2 separate regions of the Mus musculus genome follow, and region 2 is linked to region 1. Evidence: chromatin contacts called from public promoter capture Hi-C data. All regions are on one chromosome and are shown on one strand. Each heading gives the region's core, a stretch centred on a gene start, on an enhancer-like site or on the middle of the called end of the contact. The rest is flanking DNA. Distances are from core to core; before and after follow the strand shown.

Region 1 (3,936 bases), core at 871-3,370:
CCAGCCAACCTTAACCCGCAAGGAGATGGCCATTACTTCATCGACAGGGATGGCAAGGCTTTCCGGCACATCCTCAATTTTTTGCGGCTAGGCCGTCTGGACCTGCCCCGTGGGTACGGAGAAACTGCCCTTCTTAAGGCAGAGGCTGACTTCTACCAGATCCGGCCCCTCCTGGATGCCCTGCGGGAATTGGAAGCCTCTCGGGGTACACCTGCATCCACAGCCGCCCTACTCCATGCAGATGTAGATGTCAGCCCCCGCCAGGTGCACTTCTCCGCTCGAAGGGGCCCCCACCACTATGAGCTGAGCTCTGTCCAGGTGGACACCTTCCGAGCCAACCTCTTCTGCACTGACCCTGAGTGTCTGGCTGCCATGCGCAACAGATTTGGTGTGGCCATTGGGGACAGGGCAGAAGGAGGTCCACATTTTCGGCTAGAGTGGGCCTCCCGCCCCCAGGAACTCCCTGAAGTAGAGTATCAAAGACTGGGGCTGCAGCCACTGTGGACTGGGGGGCCAGAAGATCGTCGGGAGGTAGCGAACACGCCTACATTCCTGGAGGAGGTGCTACGGGTGGCTCTGGAACATGGCTTCCGCCTGGACTCTGTCTTCCCAGACCCTGAAGACCTTCTGAACTCTAGATCCTTGCGCTTTGTGCGCCACTGAGGGTGCTGCCCTCCACTTGACTGCAGAGGAGGGGGATGAGTCAGCCAAGGGGCCTGTGGCTCTTCTAAAACCTCTTTCTAGTACTGGTGTGGTAGCTATGAAAGTCAGGGATTCCACCATACCTGGCCAGAGCCTAGAGCTGGGGTTCCCAGATCGAGCTGCCCCCTTCCACCCCACAAGACTCACGAATGGTCCAGAAGGTCTACGCGGGGGCTTATCCTGGGAAAGCATCGTGGATTCTCTAGCCTGTTTTTGCTTGAGGATGGGTCCTCTGTATTCAGAAGTGTGGCAAAGTAAGATAGCACCTCTTTGCCCAGGCTAAACCTAGCAGAGCTCTGGCGGGTTGAGCACTAGGTGGGAGGACTTTGACTTATCAAATGTAACCTGCTCCCTAGACTGTGGTTTCCTTTACTGGAGCTGACATCTTATCCTACAGTAACCATTAAGAGGCCAGGACTCTCTGGGAGGTTTCTTTACTATGTTCCAAGCCACCTATTGTGGGACACTCCATCCTAGGGTGACATAGGGAGCAAGGAGAACCTCCATCAACACGGGGGCTAGAGCTCCCTTCTGGAATTCCAGAGGATCCTGTATGGAAGTGGGGCTGGACCATGGTGTCCAGAGGCCTCTTTCATGTGTGTGCGCCTGCCAGTCAATAGATCTGATGCTGCCTGGCTCCCTGCTGTCTTGGTTCCCATCAGTGTTGCTGACTCCTGTGCTTGTGTATTGGTCCTTCTGTGATCTTGGCCTGTCCAGGCCTGTTTGGGGTTGCTTAGAAACTCTCCAGGCTCAGGTACTTCTGTGGTATGTGTAAAAGCAGATTCAGATTTAGTTTAATCATAGGGTGTGTGTGTATGTGTGTGTGTGTGTGTGTGTGTGTTTGCATGTGTGTTTATGCCTGCGCTGCCACGTAGGCAGGAGGGCCTTGTTTGAGTTTGAGTCACACTAGGCCCTTCCTATGAGAGGTAAAAGCCTCTGGGCTTAGCTGGGCCTCTGAGACCTCTGGGAGCTCTTGGTTGCTGAGACAACCATGAGCCTGTTGCTAGGAAATAGCTGGGTAAGGAAGGCCTAAGGCTGTCCTGGGCAGCCAGGAGCTAGAGTTGGGAGAGTCGGGGAGGGTGTGGGAAGGATAGCATTTCTGGGTTCCTGGGCGGATGGGATACACACATAAACATGGTCATCATTGGGTGGAGTCATTCATCTATCACTGTGACTTACAAGAAGAAAAATAAATTGCTTTCAGAACCATGACGTGTAAAGGCCACTATCCCCTTGCAACAGAAACCCTGATTTATCCGTCCTAGAGATACGTTTTAGCCTCCAGTTCTTGGGGGCCCAGGGGTGGCTCTACCGGAGCCGAGGGGTAAGACAATGGCATTGTTCTGGATCAGTCTAGAACCTCCGACATGAAGGGTCAGAATCTGGATCTCAGAGAATTCTGACTCTTCCCTGGTCTGAGGGGGTCCAACTCCTTCCATACCCCAGCAGGCTTCATGTGGGTGCTGGCTCTGGGTGGGGCTTTCTTGGCCGTGGCCAAGGCTTGTATCTTCTGTCGTCTCCAAGATCATGCCTTGGCAAACCGCCTGGCTCAGCTCAATAACCAGACGAAGCCGAAGTGGAAATGGAAGGAATGGGCTTCCCCAGATTTCTCGGCCTTTGCCTTAGGTAATATCAGATATGCAAGGTTAGCTCAGCAATAGTCACCACTGGATCCTAAGGGGGCTGGCGCCCGAGCTCCTAGCTGTGCATCTCAGCCATTGCTTCAGTCCATAGCCCTTTCTGGACACACTAGCCTCTCTCTCTCTTTGGAAGAACTCTGTGCCCTAGGAAATAGGAAAACAAAAAAACAAAAGACAACACAAAACCCCCCAAAACTCTAGAGCCTACTCTAGCTCCTTCTTGTCCATCTCCACAGATGAGGTCTCAATGAAGCAAGTCACAGAGAAAACTCACCGAGTCCTGAGAGTCATAGGTGAGGTCTGGAGAAAACGGACACTTTGAGACTTAGGAAGACCCAAGACGAGACGGGATATGGGGGGAGGGGAGGTGAAGAGAGGGACCGATCTGGGAGGGGGCCTGGAAGGCAGCTCCGATGAGGTCTAGGGCAATATAGCTGTGCTGTGCCTCTCCAGAGAAAAAAGGATCCACCTCCTTGATTCCATTATACTGGCAATGGCTTCAGAAGACCAGGATCCCCCAGTACACCAGGGAAGGTATTGATGGGGAGGGTACCAAGGAGACGCCTAGGATTTGTAGCCCCGTGGGGCATGACTGAACAAGTCAGCCACTGCTCCTTGCTTTTCATTGCAGCTCTTTGTGCTCCTGTCTGCCGTGAGTAAAAGAAAAGGCCGTGGAGCCCCCTGGGGAGCGAAGAGAGTAGGGCGACGGCCTGAGGAGCTTGGGCGGCTGGGAGGAAGGGGTTGGAGGCGGTGGCTTCGCTTGCCAGCGCTGCTCCTATTGTCTCCTGCAGGGGGCAGCACCATCCTGTACAACTGCTCCACCTGCGAGGGCAAGGAGGAGTCTTGTTGGCCCCAAAAGCACTGCTACCCAGGTTCTTTAATCCTCACCCTCCTAAGGCCCCCTAGGTTCCCTGGTGTGATCCACAGGATCATCCACGGTCTCCTGGGTTCCTTGCAGACAGTCACGATCTGTGGGACGCTAGGATTCTGCTCCTATGTATCTTCGGAATTGTCCTGCTTTCGGGTGTTGTGAGCCTCCAAGTGGAGTGAGTTGTGGGGATCTTCCCAACCCCCTTCCCTGATTCTCTTCAGGCCTCCCATCCTCTGTCTCCTTTCAGGTACCTGAACCTGCAAGCAAAAGACTTGTGAAGAGGAGGACAGCTTTTCCAGCCCCAGCTCTAAGAAATCTGTGCCCACAATTTCCACATCCCTTAGGGTGGGAACACTTTTTAGACCCAGCCCCAAAGCCTCAGTCTTTCAGACCCTAAACCTCAGACTTCTGCTATCAATATTCGTGTCAGATGGCCTCCAGGAACCCAAGCACCCACAGCTGGAAAGTCCCTCCCTTTCTGTGTTCCACCAATCAAACAGAGCAGCAGATGATGCCAGGAAATTATCTACAGAAGGAAAGAATCGCTTACCACCACCACTCCCACATCCCCTCTGTCCATTCCCGGAAAGCGGGGGACTGTTGGCCTGTAGATGTTGCTCTAGGCCCTCCAATGACTGATCCGGAATCCGGGAATGAGGGTTCTGGAAAACTCTCTCCCTCTGGGGTGAGACCACATCAGTCAACCCGCTGGCATACAGTCCC
Region 2 (3,832 bases), core at 240-2,739, 900 kb after region 1:
AGCTGACCTGCAACTCACTATGTAGAAACAAGAAACAGGCTGGTCTCAAACTACAGATCTGACTGCTTTTGTCTCTTCAGTGCTGGATGTGCCATGTGGCGTGAGCCACCACACGTGGCCACACTTCACTCCTAACAGTGCTTTAGAGATGAGGAAAAGTTCAGAGAGAAGCCAGATGCCTACAGTAAGAAGGAGTCACCGCACGCCTTTAATCCCAGCACTCGGGAGGCAGAGGCAGGCAGAATTTCTGAATTCGACTCCAGCCTGGTCTACAGAGTGAGTTCCAGGATAGCCGGGGTGGGGGCACATACTGAGTACACTTAAGAGGCTAAGGTTCAGTTACGGGAGGGAGGGAGAGGGAGAAGGAGAGAGAGAATCTAATGGTAGAGGCCCCTGGGCTCAATCCCTAGCATTGCAAACAGTAAGTGGACAAGCAAAATCCTCCATCCTTAACCATCTTCACAACTCCCTGACTCCATCTGCCTGCCCTCCCCCTTGCATATTTGCATTTCCTAGAGTACACACTGTGCTAAGTTTCTACACCTATGTCCCGGCTAGAACATCTCTAGGATGCCCCCAAGAGCTCTGTAAATCAAACTTCAAGACGCAAAGCGAGTTCCACTGGTACTTTTACACCTTGGCGAGGTGGACTTTTGTATTGTCAGGCTCACGAAGGAAATGAGCTGCACTCTGAGGCACGTGACCCTTGCCTCCAATTCAGTAAATTATGAGGGTTCATTGGTCGAGGTGAGAATCAACCTCTTTGCCCGGTTCTCAGCTGGGTGTAAAATCCATGAGAGCATGGGTGGCCTCATGGACTCCAGGCATCTAGATTCATCCCGCAGTGCAGCAGTATACCACCAGGCCTATTATGTGCCAAACACTTTGCCAGGTGCAAGAGATCAAGGATGAATGGAGAAATTAACTGGGAGGATAAAAGTTGAACAAATACTTAAAAAGAACACTCTAAAAATCCGTAAAGGAAAAACAATAGTTTAATCTGTGCTTTGGCTCAGGTGTGGGAGAGAGCTTCCCCTTGCCCTCCCTAGGGGAAGATTTGAGGGGATTAGAACCGTAATCCTCGGGTTAGGTATCAAGGCTTGAGGTCTGAATCTTAACCTAGACCCACACCTGGGCCTGTTGTTTCCCCAAGTCCCAGCATTAGATCCTGGAGTTAGTGGTCTGGTTGTCGCTCCACTGGAGTCAAGTGGTCCCACAACCCGCCCTTTAACTGAACAACTGTCCTTAAGGGCGGTCTCAAGTGACCTTCTTAGAAGGTATAACTCCTTTACAATGAAGGAGCAAGTGGGCACGAGGGATTAACCCATCACTAGCATCACCAACCCTAAACTCAAGTACAACTGCAAAGCAGACCCCAGCGGTCCTGGGTCTTTCCAAAGAGCCGGGCTTCAGAGACTAGCCCCCAAGGATAGCCCCGCCCCCGAAGCGCGGGCGCCGATTGGTCAGCGTGCTCGCAGGGCGTGACCAGATCTTAAAGGTCCCATTGCTTAGTAGGACGGGAGGAGGTAGTGGGTGCTCCGGGAACACCAGGGGAAATGATGTCTCAAAGGCTCATGTAGGTTTCTTTAAAACCTCGCTAATGTCCAGACTCAAGTACTAGATCTATGGAGCCCAACAGAAACTGTCCACTGTTCGGAGGCGCCTTCTCCGCCATCCTCCCTACAGGGGCCATTGATGTGAGGTGAGAAAGCCAGCCTCCCCGGAGGCCGATCGGGTGGGTTATGGGAAAAAGCCAGAGACAAGAGGGTTCCCTGTCCCTCTCCAGTGACCTCCGACCGGTGCCAGACAACCAAGAAGTTTTCTGCCATCCTGTGACCGACCAGAGTCTGATCATAGAACTTCTGGAGCTGCAGGCCCACGTGCAGGGCGAAGCGGCTGCGCGGTGAGAAAGCTAGCCAACGGGAGGCCGGGAGCCGAGAAAGTGGGCGGGGTCTGTGGCTGGACGGTTATTCAGGACGAAAACTCCCAAGGGCAATAGCAGACCAGGCTCGAGGGTGGGGCTGGGTTATTCAGACATGCTCCTCCTTACCACTGTTCCTCCCATGCCAGGTACCATTTTGAGGACGTTGGCCGGGTGCAGGGGGCTAGGGCTGTGCACGTGCTATCTGTGCAGCCTCTCTGTTTGGAGAACTTATCCCTGAGAGGCTGCTGTCAGGATGCCTGGTCCCTTTCTGGCAAGCAGCAGGTAGCTAAAGAAAACCAGCAGGTGAGGGCTATGGCGAATGGGACGCCCTGGAGTCGGGGAGGGATAACTCCAGGTATCCTGGTAAGCATGCTGATTCTGATCCCTTTAGGTAGCAAAGGATGTCACACTGCATCAGGCCTTGCTGCGGCTGCCCCAGTATCAGACTGATCTTTTGCTCACCTTCAATCAGCCCCCGTAAGGACGAAAGAGCGGGTGGGAACCTCCCAATTGGGTCCCCACGACAATTAAGTTGGGTGGGTCAAATTCCTTCAAGGAAGCAGAAATAAGCCACAGGCTTTGGGGGAGGAGGGTCAGGTCTTCTGGGGGATAGGAAGTGTGATCTTGCAAACCTCAAGCCGGACCATTTTCCTTCTCCCTCTATTCCCTTACCCTAAGGTGTCACAGCAGGTCTCTTGGCCCTGAAAATCTGTCATGTCCACCTTGGAGCCTGAGTAACTTTGAACAGCTGGTAACTAGTTTGACTCTTCATGATCCCAACCTCTTTGGTCCCCAGTAAAGATCGTTGAGACACAACGTGCTACTGAGGACTCGGGGACCCAGTTCTGAGAGGGGGAGTTTCTTTCTGCTTCTTCCCTGGATGTAAACATAAGACACTTCCTCTGCAGAAATAAACTTGCTTTATGAAGAACATAATTTCTGTGCCTTCAAATCTAAGAGGACACCTGGGTCTCCCAGTTCCCTTTGGTCTTGGAAGGGGGGGGAGTTAAAGCTGTGTATAGGAGCAGGGAGTTGGGGGGAACCCAAGAATGGCAGTAGAAATATACTTTGGAGTGACTGATTCAACCCTGAGATGGGTATGAAATATATCGGGGGATTTGTGGAAAAATTTAAAGCAAGACCCACTCAGTGACTCAACCCTAGGAGAACAGAGGAGTGGGCGTGGCTGTCCCCCTTAGGGGCATTGAGAGGTCAATCTGTCAGCAGTCACTGTGATAGGAAGTAGAGGCAGAGGTGCCCAAAGAGTGTTGATCTGGAGTTACAAGAGAGTGATTGTTATTTAGCATATGTGTTGTAAAAGGAGCGCAGCTGATCCCAGAAGAAGAGGGAGAGAATAGTGTGGGGGCCGAGGCGAAAATAGGAGGCACCTATACCCTTGTACATGCCAAAAAAGCCCTCTGTCCGCGCTGTCTGCAGCAGAGCGTCCAAGATCCCCCGGTACATGAGGCCCTGGAGCACGTCAGAGAGGAAGGGAGAGCACAGGAGGTGCATGTCAGAGCCCGCCGGGGCCAGACACCTTTCCAGGCAGCATCTGAGGATCTGCTTGCCCACCCCCAGCTCTCCCTGTCAGCCTGGACCCTGCAGTACTTCCTTACCTTGCCTCGAGTATCAGTGGGTTGGTTATAAAGTCTTGTGCTGGCTACATCAAAGGGTGTCATTGCCACGACTATGGCGACACCACTCACCATGGCAGCGGCCAGAGCCACCTTCCAGCTCTGGGGAGGGAAGATCTATAAGAAAGATAAAGTTTGTTTGGTTTGTTTTTTTTTTTTTTTTTATCAACCACACAGTTGTTTAACTTTAGGGCAGGATGAGCACTGCCCTGGGAACACAACTGGTAATTCTGGGAGCTTCCATACCATCAGAGATAACACAGTGATAACTGAA

The links. Capture Hi-C pulls out chosen DNA fragments and counts their contacts.
Region 2: a promoter capture Hi-C map of adipose tissue shows a contact between it and region 1. The contact joins the promoter of Rangrf here to the promoter of Tmem95 in region 1. A contact is called at or near these places in 1 of 39 promoter capture datasets (pre-B cells), 1 of 115 datasets of contacts at active chromatin or transcription factors (bone marrow-derived macrophages) and 1 of 9 other capture datasets (adipose tissue).

What each region holds. Positions count from the first base shown.
Region 1 is chr11:69,876,239-69,880,174 of GRCm38.p6, reverse strand. Tmem95 (transmembrane protein 95) reads left to right here and starts at 2,120. Exons shown (of 7, transcript NM_001195710.2): 1 at 2,120-2,328; 2 at 2,579-2,635; 3 at 2,796-2,876; 4 at 2,974-2,994; 5 at 3,134-3,214; 6 at 3,301-3,388; 7 at 3,461-3,936. The coding sequence starts at 2,157. The coding sequence ends at 3,491. Kctd11 (potassium channel tetramerisation domain containing 11) reads left to right here. Exons shown (of 1, transcript NM_153143.4): 1 at 1-1,911. The coding sequence ends at 663.
Region 2 is chr11:68,971,512-68,975,343 of GRCm38.p6, reverse strand. Rangrf (RAN guanine nucleotide release factor) reads left to right here and starts at 1,489. Exons shown (of 5, transcript NM_021329.3): 1 at 1,489-1,702; 2 at 1,787-1,903; 3 at 2,071-2,227; 4 at 2,316-2,401; 5 at 2,603-2,860. The coding sequence starts at 1,626. The coding sequence ends at 2,723. Slc25a35 (solute carrier family 25, member 35) reads right to left here. Exons shown (of 5, transcript NM_028048.2): 4 at 3,541-3,675; 5 at 2,829-3,394. The coding sequence ends at 3,221.